Linked DNA regions of Drosophila melanogaster: region 2 is linked to region 1. The links are chromatin contacts, called in public Hi-C maps. All regions are on one chromosome and are shown on one strand. The core of a region is the stretch at or near the end of the contact, and the rest is flanking DNA. Distances in the headings are between cores, read along the strand shown.

Evidence for each region. A called contact is a pair of places that touch in the nucleus more often than the background predicts.
Region 2: a contact with region 1 is called in a Hi-C map of the Kc167 cell line, with 9 times the contacts expected there. The contact joins the promoter of Tsp96F here to the promoter of Ssadh in region 1. A contact is called at or near these places in 4 of 107 Hi-C or Micro-C datasets (the Kc167 cell line, the S2 cell line and embryo).

Annotation. Positions count from the first base shown.
Region 1 is chr3R:25,624,332-25,631,125 of dm6, reverse strand. It overlaps Ssadh (Succinic semialdehyde dehydrogenase), which reads left to right and starts at 4,202. Exons shown (of 3, transcript NM_143151.3): 1 at 4,202-4,394; 2 at 4,463-4,782; 3 at 4,959-6,321. The coding sequence starts at 4,489. The coding sequence ends at 6,194. It overlaps Npl4 (Nuclear protein localization 4), which reads left to right and starts at 6,464. Exons shown (of 8, transcript NM_170231.3): 1 at 6,464-6,537. The coding sequence starts at 6,520.
Region 2 is chr3R:25,878,526-25,885,319 of dm6, reverse strand. It overlaps Tsp96F (Tetraspanin 96F), which reads left to right and starts at 3,893. Exons shown (of 5, transcript NM_001276048.2): 1 at 3,893-4,304. The coding sequence starts at 4,239. It overlaps SppL (Signal peptide peptidase-like), which reads right to left and starts at 3,336. Exons shown (of 7, transcript NM_143180.2): 1 at 3,045-3,336.

The DNA.
Region 1 (6,794 bases), core at 2,953-5,452:
GCCACCCCATTTCCGCCCTGCCTTTGGCATTGTGCGTTGGGGTTGGGGTTGCATAAATTATACAAAACAATGCTAGCGCACACATGTATGTATGATTCATGCCAGGATCAAATCCCAATGCGTAGTTCGTTCGATTGCTTTTGAAACTAGGTTTTACGCGCTTTTAAGCGATTTTCGGTACAGTTTTTCCAATCCTAGCAGTTGGTGAAGAGCTCAGGTCTTCCATTCTACGCTGATTTGCTTTTACACTGCAAGAAAAATACCTTCTTCTGATAATAATGTAGATTATGTACATATGTAACTTAAAGTAACATAAGTAAGTTAAGAAATTGTATTTAAAAATGTTTATAAGTAAATACTCTCTTCATTTGACAATTATATTTGACAGTTATGAACCAAAGGAACCAAATATAATTGCAGTGCATTTGTGCTTATTTTCTAGTTCAAAATCAACCCCAACTTTTGGAGATCCAGGTTTCGCAATGAGTAAGTCGCAATAAATGTACCAAATTTGAACTTTACCAACTTTTGGGGAAGGAGACGCGAACGGAATGCGCAATTTAATATTTCCTATCCAGAGACAACAGAAGGACGAACAGAAGGATTATGCGCAGATAAATATGAATGGTCGAAAGGAAGTTCGTAATTAAAATACCCTTAGATAATAAATTATTGCACAATGCTGTTTTGAAATTACAAATCAAATGGATTAATCTAAACTTCATATATTTACACTAGCAAAATACAAGTTTGAAACATAACACTCAACTCCTCTGCTCTGCAGGATACCATAATCCCGCCGAAATCAATCAAATTATCGGAAATGAAAAACTTTTTGACTTGGGAAATTTTCGAAATTTTCTTTCACATAACAATTTAATTTGATGCGCCTGGAAGAAAGATATTTTCACAAAAGCACTCGTTAGGAAAGCAATTTTCAATTCATTTCGAAGGGTATTATGATACGCCTAGATTTCGGAATCTTTAATATTCGGGTGATCGGTTGTGTGAATTCTTTGGGGTTGGCCAGGCGTATTTTCGTACATCGAAGGACAACAATGGATACGGATAAGGGATCGTTTTGTGCGGCCCAAGGACAACGAGATCGAGTTCCAGTGCATGCCAGGACACGCCGGGGAAAGTGGAGAGGTACACAATGGGCGGCGGAATTATGAAATAATAATCAAGTAGGGCATAATCATAATGCCGTAACCTTGATGCGAAGGTAAACAATAATTAAGCCAGGCTGCGGGGACCTTCTATACACAAAAAAAAAAATAAAATAAAGAAGGAAGAAATAGGCTCGTTATAGGGGAAAGGAGAGGGTATCCTGCGCCGGGATCGCAATCACAAGCGCACACGTGTTGCTTCCACCCGGACAGAGCTAATCTGCTGACGCATTCAGGACGCCTCGTTCAGGTTCAGGATGGGACATTCGAAATTAAGGAATCTTGGCAGCTGCTCCGACCTCGTCCTCGTCTTCAGCTCCGTCTCTATCCTTCTGCGTCCTTCTTCGATTTCCCTGCGACTTGACTTGCCAGCAGCTGCAGATGCGATCGTTAAGCACACGTGCCAAGGTGAGTCAGCAGGATCTCCACCAGGATCCGAATCCGAACCGGCCAGAGGGATAGGAAACAGGAGCGACAGAGCCCACATATATCTGAAAAGCTGTTATCCTGCAAGCCGCGGCCATTTTCGAAGATTAACCCTATAAAAGCTTAAGCTCTGCCCCATTTATATTGCCAACCCCAAGGCAAATAAATATATGATACCAATGATATTAAGTATTCCTTTATAAAGAAGCAATGCTATATCAATTAGTTATCATATAGAGATACTTGTGCATAACTAAGCACAAAGTAATGAAATTCTCGAATAGCATATTGGCTATTGGCTTGGGAACTATATTACCCGCCCTCCGTGTCCTCAATGGGTTAATTTGTAACCCATCCTCGGATGGCTGATTCCGAGGAGCAGCTGCTGCTGTTGCATGAGTCGATCACGACACTTATCTGTTCGGCGGCTGTTTTGTTTTCGTGCCATCTTGCCACATTGCCACATTGCCAGGACAATTGGCAACCAGTTTGCGCCCTAAGCTTGCGAGTCCTTTGTCCTCGCAAGAAAGCTGCCAGGCAACCAGATCAGATCCCAAACCGACAGCAACCGAACAACAGATGTTTTATTCTTATTCTCGCGTTAAGGAACGTGTTTCCAAACATGATTTATGGCTCGACTGCCTCGCGTTAGAGAGTGTATTGGAATCCTACCGAAATGGAAAGAGACGGAGCATCTTTGCAACGAAAGAGATGGCCAATGCCACATCATTGTTCCCATTGACCAGCTGCCAGGGCGGCGTCTTGGGCTTCCACAGGGCCTCCGCCTCGAAAGACATAGAAAACAGCACAGAAGAACCGGTCCCAAAGACCATGATCCCTATACTATACTATACGATACGATGCGATCGCATCTTTCCAGCTTTGTGTCGTTTTTATGGCGTGTTATGATTTCGTATTACAATTAGCCGGCACAAAAGGCACACGGCTGCCTATTTCTGGGCTGTCAATTGTTTGCATTCTATAAAAACCAGGGGCCCCATAAATTCGCCGGCCATGGCAGCGCATTAAAACTGTCAAAATTGTGCAGTTAAGTAGACATTAGATTGGTTTCGAGTGCCAACGAACTGACTGACTGACTGACTGCTTCATTAGATGGGTTCCTGATGAGCCTTCGCTGAAAAGGTAACACTGACAAAATGTTCACCTAATAAGCAGATACTTTTATCTTATTATTCAATGATTAGCTTTTTAAAATACGCATACATATCTTCTTAAAACATAAAAGATACAGGGGTTACGGGACCGAAGAGCTCTTCTTAAGGATTCTAATAGTATGTTATGCTAACTAGGTATACTGATTTTGTGATATATCAACTCATGAGTATATGAAATATTTCTCTCCGTGCATCCTGATCTTGATCAGTCTGGAATGGGACATGGAAACACACCTCCCGGCAGCACTTAAGACAAATAACTTAAACACCTATCGACAGGAGCCGGCAGCATTCACGATTGCTTCCGAGCTAGACGCATTTTCAATTAGTTTTAAATCACAACTAATTGAATTCATTCCGTAGCTCCAGTTCTGGTCCGGGGATGCGATCGCCATCTGGACAATCTTATCTTAACAGTTATGATGTCCGTGTGGCGGCCGCCTGTTTTGGCATTCTTAGCCAAAATTTATTGACAAAATTTGCAACACAGATTGCGGGCTCCTGGGCGAAGGGAAGCCCCAACCAGGTGAGGCGCCGGAGGAGGAAGCTCCATGACCAGTAGCCCAGTAGGCAGAACCTACCGCTGTCTAATGCTAAATGGCACTTAGCAAAAAGAGTATTAAGAAAAAGATGAATGGAGCTTAACTTCTATTTGAAGTAAAATGTAGAAAATTATTAGTATTATAATATTTATACAAAACATTTTCTGGCTTATCCTTAAAACTTTATGGAAAATGTGGTTACAAAGAACTGATAGTTGTCTGAATATCGGTCTAATTTTTACAAATTTAAGCCCTAAGTGCACACATTTTTCTAAGTGCTTAGGATGGGTTAGGAGACCCACCTTCTGACAGAACCGCTGCCGGCATATGTGAAATCTATGGTCGTGATGCCTGGCTACAAAGTCATAATAAATGGAGCACAGTGCTCCACGTTGGCGGCGCATGCAAAAAAGATCGGGCAGATCGGGCGAAAGGCACCGATTGTCCGGAGATTGCTGGGACAAGTGGCGCTGCCTTAAAATCGCTGAAAAGCAACGACTAAAAATGGGAATCAGGAAGTTTACTTGGAATGGACTTTCTTTTTTTTGTCGTTCCCTTTTTCTTTTTGAAAGTCAAACGGCTGCCGCCCAGTTGCCTGACAGAAGGTGATTGCTGCATAACTGAAGATCGATAGCTCGAAGTCATTCGATAACAGCAGGCGAAATATTTATGGCAAATCAATATATGATATTTAGGTTCTTATTTTTTGCGTTATGGATGTACTTCTATTAAATATTTTATATTTTTAAAAGCTGAAAATATGTTTTTAATATCCGCTGCGAGTAAATTAAAAAGTAAATGTTATCAAGCAGTTCTTTTTTTTCAAATGGTACATTTTTCGCGGTTCACTCGCGACTGCCAGTTGGCAGCTCCTAAGAGCGCGAACATCTGCTGTTGATAGTAAAAAAACGAGTTGGCAGTTTCTAAGGCTCTGCTGGTTCGGAGCGTAAAAAATTAAAATCAATTAAATCCAATCAAAGCGCCCAATAGAAGCTAGAACTGCAGCTGTGGACAGCAGAGAGTCTTCCCGATAACGTCGCAGATAAGAGAAACGCCTCTAACCCCCCGCAGGTGATAAAAAGGTGATAAAGCAAGCGAACTCACATACCGGTTAATAATCGATTAGTAGCCAATTGTTAATTGCAATTAGTTTGTTTATTTCTAGCAGCCGGCAGAATGTGGCGACAGCTCAGCGGAGTCGCACGAACAGGAAGCAGCCTAAGCCTCTGCAGAATGCGAGGATTCTCGGCACTGGTGCAGGATAAGGCCCTGGTGGATGGCGCCTGGGTGGATTCCAGCAATGCAAAGGCGACCTTCGAGGTGCGGAATCCTGCCAATGGTGCTGTCATCGGCAAAGTGCCCAACATGACGGTGGCGGATGCCCAGAAGGCCATAGACGCCGCTAAGCAGGCGTACGAGTCCAAGGAGTGGCGATCCCTGACCGCCAAGGATCGGTCCAACCTGCTCAAGGTGAGTGCCGGGATCACTCGTTATCAGGGGTGCTGATTGTTGACCCCACAGATAAAGACCATCATATAATATGATGGGACTATAGAGTTGGAAAGTTCGACTGTAGGTCATTGTCATTATTTCTTCCTCTGGTCTCCAAGTTACTTCTGCTTATCTAATCTAATCTCGTCTTGCAGAAGTGGCACAAACTGATCGAGCAGCACTCGCAGGAGATAGCCGAGATAATGACGGCCGAGTCGGGCAAGCCGATCAACGAGTCGAAGGGGGAGGTGGCCTACGGAAACGCCTTCGTCGAGTGGTTTGCAGAGGAGGCCCGTCGCATCTACGGCGAAATTGTGCCCAGTGCATCGCCCAATCGCGAAATCATAGTAATGAAGCAGCCCATTGGGGTGGCGGCGCTGATTACGCCCTGGAACTTCCCGATGGCTATGATTACGAGGAAAGCAGGAGCCGCCCTGGCCGCAGGATGTACGGTCGTGGTGAAACCTTCAGAAGACACTCCTCTTACTGCCCTGGCTGTGGCCAAATTGGCAGTGGACGCTGGCATTCCAAAGGGTGTGATAAATGTGGTCACCACAAACAAAGCGGCTCCCATTGGCGATCTCTTCTGCAAGAGTCCCGATGTTAGGGGTATATCCTTCACGGGCTCCACTGAGGTGGGCAAACTGCTGTTCCGGAACTCTGCTGATGGCATCAAAAGGATTTGTCTCGAGCTCGGCGGCAATGCTCCGTTCATTGTCTTCGATTCGGCGGACATTGAAAAAGCAGTGGATGGCGCCATGGCCTCGAAGTTTAGGAATTGCGGACAGACCTGCGTCTCCGCCAATAGATTCTTTGTCCAGGACAGCGTCTACGATAAGTTTGTTGGGCAGCTGAAAAAACGCGTGGAAGCTTTGAAGATCGGAGATGGTCAGGGTTGCGATGTGCAAATCGGACCACTGATCAACGAGATGCAGTTCAACAAAGTCAGTGGCTTTGTGGAGGACGCCAGGTCGAAGAAGGCGAACATTATTCTGGGCGGACAGCCGTTGCCCGACAAGGGATCCCTTTTCTACGCACCCACAATTGTCACAGATGTGCCACCCTCGGCGCAACTCTACTCGGAGGAGGTCTTTGGTCCAGTGGTCTCCATCATACGGTTCCGAGACGAAGAAGAAGCGGTAAAGAAGGCAAACGACACCAGGAGAGGCCTGGCCGGTTACTTCTACAGCGAGAATCTGCAGCAGGTGTTCCGGGTGGCCAAGCGACTGGAGGTTGGCATGGTCGGCGTCAACGAAGGCATCATCTCCGCAGCAGAGGCTCCGTTTGGTGGCGTCAAGGAGTCCGGTGTCGGACGGGAGGGTTCCAAACACGGTATCGACGACTATGTGGACATCAAGTACATTTGCATGGGCAACCTCAAGTACGACTGAAGTCCGATGGAGGGATCACCCCCACTGCTTTCATACGCTGTCTTCCACTAGAATGCGATTGGTTTATTGTTGTCTAATTGTAGAATAACACGCCGCTATATTAATAAATGTGCACAAAGTCTACCTGAAGCTAATAGATAATTTCCCTTTTTTAAAATAGCCCGCCTCACCTTTCGATTAATTGGGATTGGTTAACAATCGCTTTAAATTGACAAGAAACCGATCATAGAGACATCGATATCCGGGAGTAATCGATTTTTCTCCACCTCTGGGCAGACTATCGCCATCCCCACAGCTGTGCGACAGAGACAGAGACAAAATTACAATGCCAAATGACAAAATTGTAAGTAAATTGTTGATAAAAAATTAAAAAGTGCATTTAGGGTGGAAACTAAGCGAATGTCTTATTGGTGAAGTGTGTGCAGTGAAATTGGTCAAGTGTTTCCCTATAGCTACCCACCAAAAAAGCCGGCAAACAATGTCGGTTTTCCAGTTCGCTGGCGTTTGTTGTTGTTGCCTAAATGTATGGAAAATATATTTAAAGTGCATTTCAGCCGGCAAAAGCGAAGCATATAATGCATAATGAACCCATTTGGAAGC
Region 2 (6,794 bases), core at 2,644-5,143, 250 kb before region 1:
CTTATCGCACGTAACCCCGTATACTTTTTTACCTTCTTCAGGTTATTTGGACAACTGCGATTAGGCTATTCGGAGCACACACTCACTCCCAAGGTTTATTTTCCACGATGTCGCCTTAAGTCGAGCGCGGAAACCTTGGGGTCAACTTTCACGCGCCTCACGAATTAGGTAATGAAAGCAAATTAGAACGCCATACACACTCTAAAAAGTGAAGTACAATTTAGAATCGTCAGCAGCCCGAAATTCATTTTAAGCACCAGAAAGTACTTGATCTTAAGAAACTTGAGACATGCAGCAGGGCTATGTGCACATTTATTGTATCCACAAGATACATATCTTAAAATGAGAAATTTGTATACGCTTATAAATTGAACATCATTTAAACTAATGGATAGAAAACTAATAAATGTTTATATATGACATTCATAAACTGCAAATGTCATTCCTGCATTTTTAATTTGTTTATTATAGCTTTTTTTTTTTAAATATTAATGAATATATCACACTCCTGTAACTGACCCCCTATTTCAAGGCAATAAACTATGTAATGAAAATAAAACTCAGAAACTGCGGAAAACGCAATGTTGTTTTTGGAAGAATGTTTACCTTTACACTTTTAAAAATAGCGGTAAAAACGCGTCCAGACATATCATATAAACATACACATGTATGGACTCTGTCTATATATAGAAATTATATTTTATTTCCCCATTTCTTATTTAAAGCTACAAATGCACCTTTCCTTTCTAGACATTGAGTGAAGAAACAGAGAAAAATATTATACCACATCATTTTGAAAGTTAATTTTATTAAAATAATTATCAAAAACGTTCATCATAAATTTCCATATTTCACAAATAGATATCTCTAAAACAATAAGAAACGTTTTTTTTTAAATTGAACACGTTTTGTTTTCTGTGTAGGGAAATTATAATAACAACAACCGGTGTGAGAAAATAACAGATTGTCCGCATGGGATTTACAGGCAGCAATAACAACAATTAACAGACAAGAAGAAGGCCGTAAAAAGCAGTTAAAATTGGAATAAATTATAAAAGCGTTACCCAGTTTTCCACGATGCCAGTTTTCCATTGTTATTGCCACCAATTCTATAGTATTTTCACACACACAACGCACTCATACACCCACGCAGGGTTGTTGCACTTGGCAAATGGAAATGTAAAGGCGCTGTTATTAGAGCGGCGCTCTGCTAACTCGCTAATGACAATAGGGAGACAGAGCGGGATAGTTGCGAATGACAATAAGAGAGACAAAGCGGGACAGTTGGCAACTTCCTTGGTCGGTGTTGTTGTTGCTTCAATCATGTCGCTTTTGTTGCTATTGTTGCATGTTGCCAAGTGCCGTTGCTCGCACTAATTTATGTTGACTGTTGGCAAATGTAGGTGCATGTGTATTGGTGTCTCTTTTCATGTTTGTGTGCGGAATGTAAATGATTGAAATTCGTACATATGTACATATGTATGTAATAATGTATAAATGAAGCGATGGCCAAATTTATAGGGATTCTTTAAAGCTCCGAAATCAAGAAATATACAAAATGTCACGTATTTTTACAGGTTAATTAAAACTTGTTTGAGCCCAAATAACCCACATTTCTTCTCATTTTATATTTGAAAACAGGTTTAATCCATTTTAACTACGCTTTGCTTAGTGCTTTAAATAATCCTGATATAGAATTCAATATTCATGTCTTTCAAAAATTGAGTTTAAAAGTTTCTGTTAATTAATTAACAATTGTTACACAACTGTATCTGTGTCTGTACATTTCATTTTGCATTTGAATTAGTGTTGTTCATTTAATTTTTCTCGTCTCCCACAGTTTCTATCTCCCTCTTTCACCTCCTAGATGCAACAAATTAAGTTTCCCACACATTGCAATTTCAAGAGGGCGACAAAATGGAGAGGGGAGATGGAAAACTGTTAACGAGCGCTAATTAAAATGAAATTATGTGGCGGGTGTAAAGTTACAGTATCCAAAGTTGACACAATTTTCACAGTTTAAAGCGGTTATCGAAAATGAGCTACATAATTAGCCAAAATCATTGAGAAAACGCCGCTCGCATCACTCACGCATAAACTTACATATGCGCACACACACACGCAAACACTTTCTAATTTGAAACGCCCCAAAGTGGGGAACAAAAACAAAATAAAAGAAGTACCAAGCAATTGGCTTCGCTGTAACTGCCCACGACGAATGTGAAAGTGAAATTGGCGAAGATACAGCATTCGCAGTGGCCAAGGGGCGAGGGGTATACCTCTAACATAGAAGAGAGTGGACTTTAAACATAAATATTTACCGCTACCTTCTACACAGTAGTTTATTTCGTGAGAAAGAAACACAATATAAGGGTAGCTTTTAGAAAAGCTGTACTTTTTTCTATTAAAACTTTTCAAAATATTAAATGAAACCGTATATATTATTATTCACATTTTTATTAGGATTTCTAGCAAGCTACTACATATTACTAATCCAATCTTGCTTGTAAACGTTTGCTAATATAATTATATTTACGTTGAAAACAGTGAAATGCGCTACATTAGCACCGCCGACGGGGGAACCAATTAAGTTTTTAAGTGCACTGAACGCGGAAAGCATAAAAACAAGTGCGTAAAGTGGGCGCAACGTTTTTCGTTTATTATGCAAAAAGAGGGGGGGGGAGGTAGGGGCTTTACTTTGGCAAAGACTGGCTTGCAGCGCTTGAGAAATTTTCAGTACGACTAAAGCTTAGGCTGCGCTTTAAGGTTTTTTCCTCGTTTTTCCATTTCGTGTTTGGTTACACTCCACTTCGTTCCACTTCATTCCATTTCCATTCCACAAAACTCCAACTTCGCTCCACTGCGTAACAAAATTACAAGACACACTCACACAAACTTGCAACAAGCCGACAACAACAACAACAGCAATAAGGGAAGGGGGGAAATTGTCATGTTTCTGATTTCAATGCAATCGAAATATATATTGAAAAACGTATGTGGTGCACTCGATACTCCCCAAAAAAGTTGGGGGACTTTTCGCTTACTTTGCCTTCACATTCACATTCGCGTTTGGCTGTATTTTCCTTGGTTTTTGTTTTTCCCTTTGCACCGATGTTCGTTTTCGCGATAAAAAGGTGTCTGCTACATTTTCACGCGCCTTTCATTTGCCTGCGAGCCGCTTTTCATGCATATTTCCACGATCTTCGGCGGTCGCTGCACTTAAACGTTAGACAGCCATTTTGCATTTGTTTCTATTAGTAACTATTGCGGAGGAGAAACAACAACGAATTAAACATTTCACGCTTTAGGCCATTTTCGCCTGCGCGAACAGTGTGACCGTTTCGCAGAAGAATGAACAAAGCATGAACTATTAAGGTCACATTTCAAACTGTTTACATTTACAGATTTAAATATTTTGGGAAAATCATAGCCAAAGTAAATCAAAAACCTGGAATATCCTAATTTTCAATTACCCACTTTCATAGTAATAATTAAATAGACATGTTAAAATAATGTAAACAACCACAAATTTATACTTTAAAATGAAATCTACTTTAAATATGGTGATTATAGCTGAAACATTGGGGATAATAGTTAGTTAGAATATCTAAATTTTTAATTTTTAACTTTCATAATAACAATCAAAAGGTTATTTGAACATTATGTAAACACTGAAACTAAATTACTTTTAACATTCAAGTGAAGTTTTTATTTTATTGGGAAAATTGGCAATAGAACTTATCCAAAATATCGATAGGCCACTTTGGTTTGCGTATAGGCTGCAAATCCAAGCAGGTTGCAAGCCATGCTAAGCCTCATCAAAGTTATTCAACCACTTCTTTGGTATCTTCTAAGGGTCACCACTTTTCGGTTTTTAGCCTTTCTATACCCGCTGGTATATTTGAACGGCCGAGCTAATGGTCGCACTGATACAAGAATTTTACGTTGGACGGACGCCTCGATGCACAAATAAAATTTTTAAAACAAATCGGGTGCAACGGCCAATCGCGCAAACAGTGGCTCAAATCGGTGGATTTTAGCACGGGAAATTTTAAAAAAATTTGAAAAATATAGTACAATCGAGCGGGTGTTTTGAAAAAGTGCAAAAGGTCGAAAAGTGCAGGCGACACTGCAGTTCGGGGTTCCTTGGAAAAAGAGCATCTCCAAGTGGTTGAAAAACCAGTTAAATTGCAGCTACTTTTTAAGGAGTTACCTATTTAAGAATATCAATCCGCGCCATGGGTCTCAACGGCTGCTGTTCGTGCGTCAAATATCTGATGGTCCTTATAAACATTTTATTCTGGGTATGTAGATTCCAGCAGCAGCAGCAACAACAACAATGCGAGATTCGGTTCTCTCCCATCACAACAACAACTGGAACACACGGACCTCCTTTTCGCGCGCGTGTGTGTGGGTGTTGCGTGAGCGAATGTGTGTGTGTTGTGTATTCCCTACGCCCCTCTTTCTCACGCTTGGCGCGCGGGCGGAGGGAGGAGCCGTGCGCACGCTCTTTGGAGTCCTACCGCTCTTTCAGTCCCTCTTTCCACTCTCTCGATCCCAGAGGTGCCCAAAACATAAGTTGAAACTTATTTAAGTACGGCTTGAAATATTTAATCGAAAAGGAAGTAAAAAATATAAATAAATAAATAATAAAATAAATATAATAATATATTAACTTAAATATTTTTTTTTTAATGAGCGGGCTTAAAAACATTAAATGGACAAGATTATATAAATATTCAAGTACGCGGTTAATTAAAAACATTAATAGAAGGGTTTTTCTTTTTGAAATTAAACAAATCGGTTTTGTTTGTTATGAACTATTTGACTTTAAATTATTTTCTACCATTTATAACTTCAAAACTTCAACTGGCTTTTAAAAGCGACATCACTGTATCTCTCCATCTCCCGCTCGCACTCCCTACCGCTCTGCTCGTACTCCCGCATAAAAACAATAGAAGTTCCGTTGTGGGAGGGGACACACACACACACAGACAGATAAACATTTAAGCATCTCCATTCCCACCTCCCACTGTTTTCTTTTCCCTCCACATGTTTGTTCAGTTGTTTTTCTTTTGCTTCTGTCTCTTCCTGTCTCTCTTTTTTTGTTTTATTATTTTTATAACGTATACGTGCCGTTGATATTTTTACAAACTTCGGTTGGCTTAATTCGGTAAAAAAGGACCTCTCCTCACCCCAAAAAAAAGGGTTTTACTTTCTTTGGCCAACTTATCTGCTTGTTGTTTTACGCAATTTTCGACTTTCAACATAGCCTCGTTAGGCTTTCAATTGTTTCCATTCAATTACTATCTGCCACAGCGATTGTTTGCGTTTGTTTTGAGTTTCCTTGAGTTTTTCTTGGGGTTTCCTCTTGTCTTCCGCGGCTTGCGAAATCAGTTTCGCTTTTCCTTTGGGCAACAAATTTAAAATTTTGATTCTTATGCGGGCTGATTTCTAATTTTTTTTTCGTTCGTTTGTTGATTGTTGCTGCCTTTTTTCGATTTCTGTCTATAGTATTTATTAGTCAAAAGCTATTTTCGAATACGGGCGAGGAACAACACAAACTTACGCGTCCGTTCAGTTTTTCGTTGTTGTACACAGAAAGAAAATACTGATGCCTAGCCAAGTTTCGTGTTTGGAAACTTTCGAATACCTTTCAATTATTTTTCGTTTATTGTATATATGTCATGTAAAAAAAATTAAAATTAACCGATCCCAATAAGATTATATCCAATAATTGGTTTCTGTGTAATGTTCCTTGATCTGTGATGTTTTAGTATTCATCGTTGTTGTTGTTGGATGCACAGTGGTGTGTTTGATTTCAGTGGAGGAACAATGAGCGATAGAAATTGTGATGTGTTTGTGATGCAGTTCGTTTCACTAATCGTTTGAACTATTTTTAGAGCGATTTATGGATGAAAGTGCGTCAGATATTATTTTATATAAGACTTTTTATACATTGTTTTGAGGCTATTCTTAGCCAGGGCATGTTATCAATTACCCCACAAAGCCATAATAAATTTAATAATAGTATTTTTATATAACTTCGCAAAAAATGACCACTGTCCGATTAGTTTTGAATCTCGCTCTCCACTGTGCATCGATTTCCAAACATTTCCATTTTCATCGTCGCCGTGGGGCATCGTGATCAAACGCCACGATCTCTGAGGACGCTGACGCTCCAATGGGGCCGATATCCCACATCCAAGATGCTGGGGGAGGCCTATGCCATAAGCGTCTAAAATGCTAAACGGCCGGCGCTGTCGTCATTGAAGTTGACAGTGACCAAAACTGAAAGATTTCCAAATATTCGGTCGACCATCTGACAATCCTATCCTGTCCACCCACTAAAAAAACCATTTATTTCAGCACAGTCAGACTTCCATAGTGCAGAATTCTTAAATTCCTGAAAAAAATGTAATCTTTTGCTGTGAATAAAATAATATTTAAAAATATTTCTCCAAGTAACGAAGCTGGCCTGTATCTATTTTCAATTCGCTGTGACATGTCACATCTACATACTTAATTCGCTGTGCTATTTTTCACTCAATTATTCATGAGTGGCGCTTCATTCATTTTTCAGTTTGTATTTTCAGCTTATGGCTGATGCATGATGGCTGTTGGCTGCGATTTGCCATCGATGCGGTTAATTGTGGGACAAAACTGTGACTGGACATGCAATGCAAGCCCAGCTGCCTTTTGGCCCCATTTTATTTTTTTTTTTGCAATTTAGCAGCAGTAAAATGCTCTCTCGTTTTCCGCTTTCGACGCCTCGGCTCTGAAAACTGGGTCAA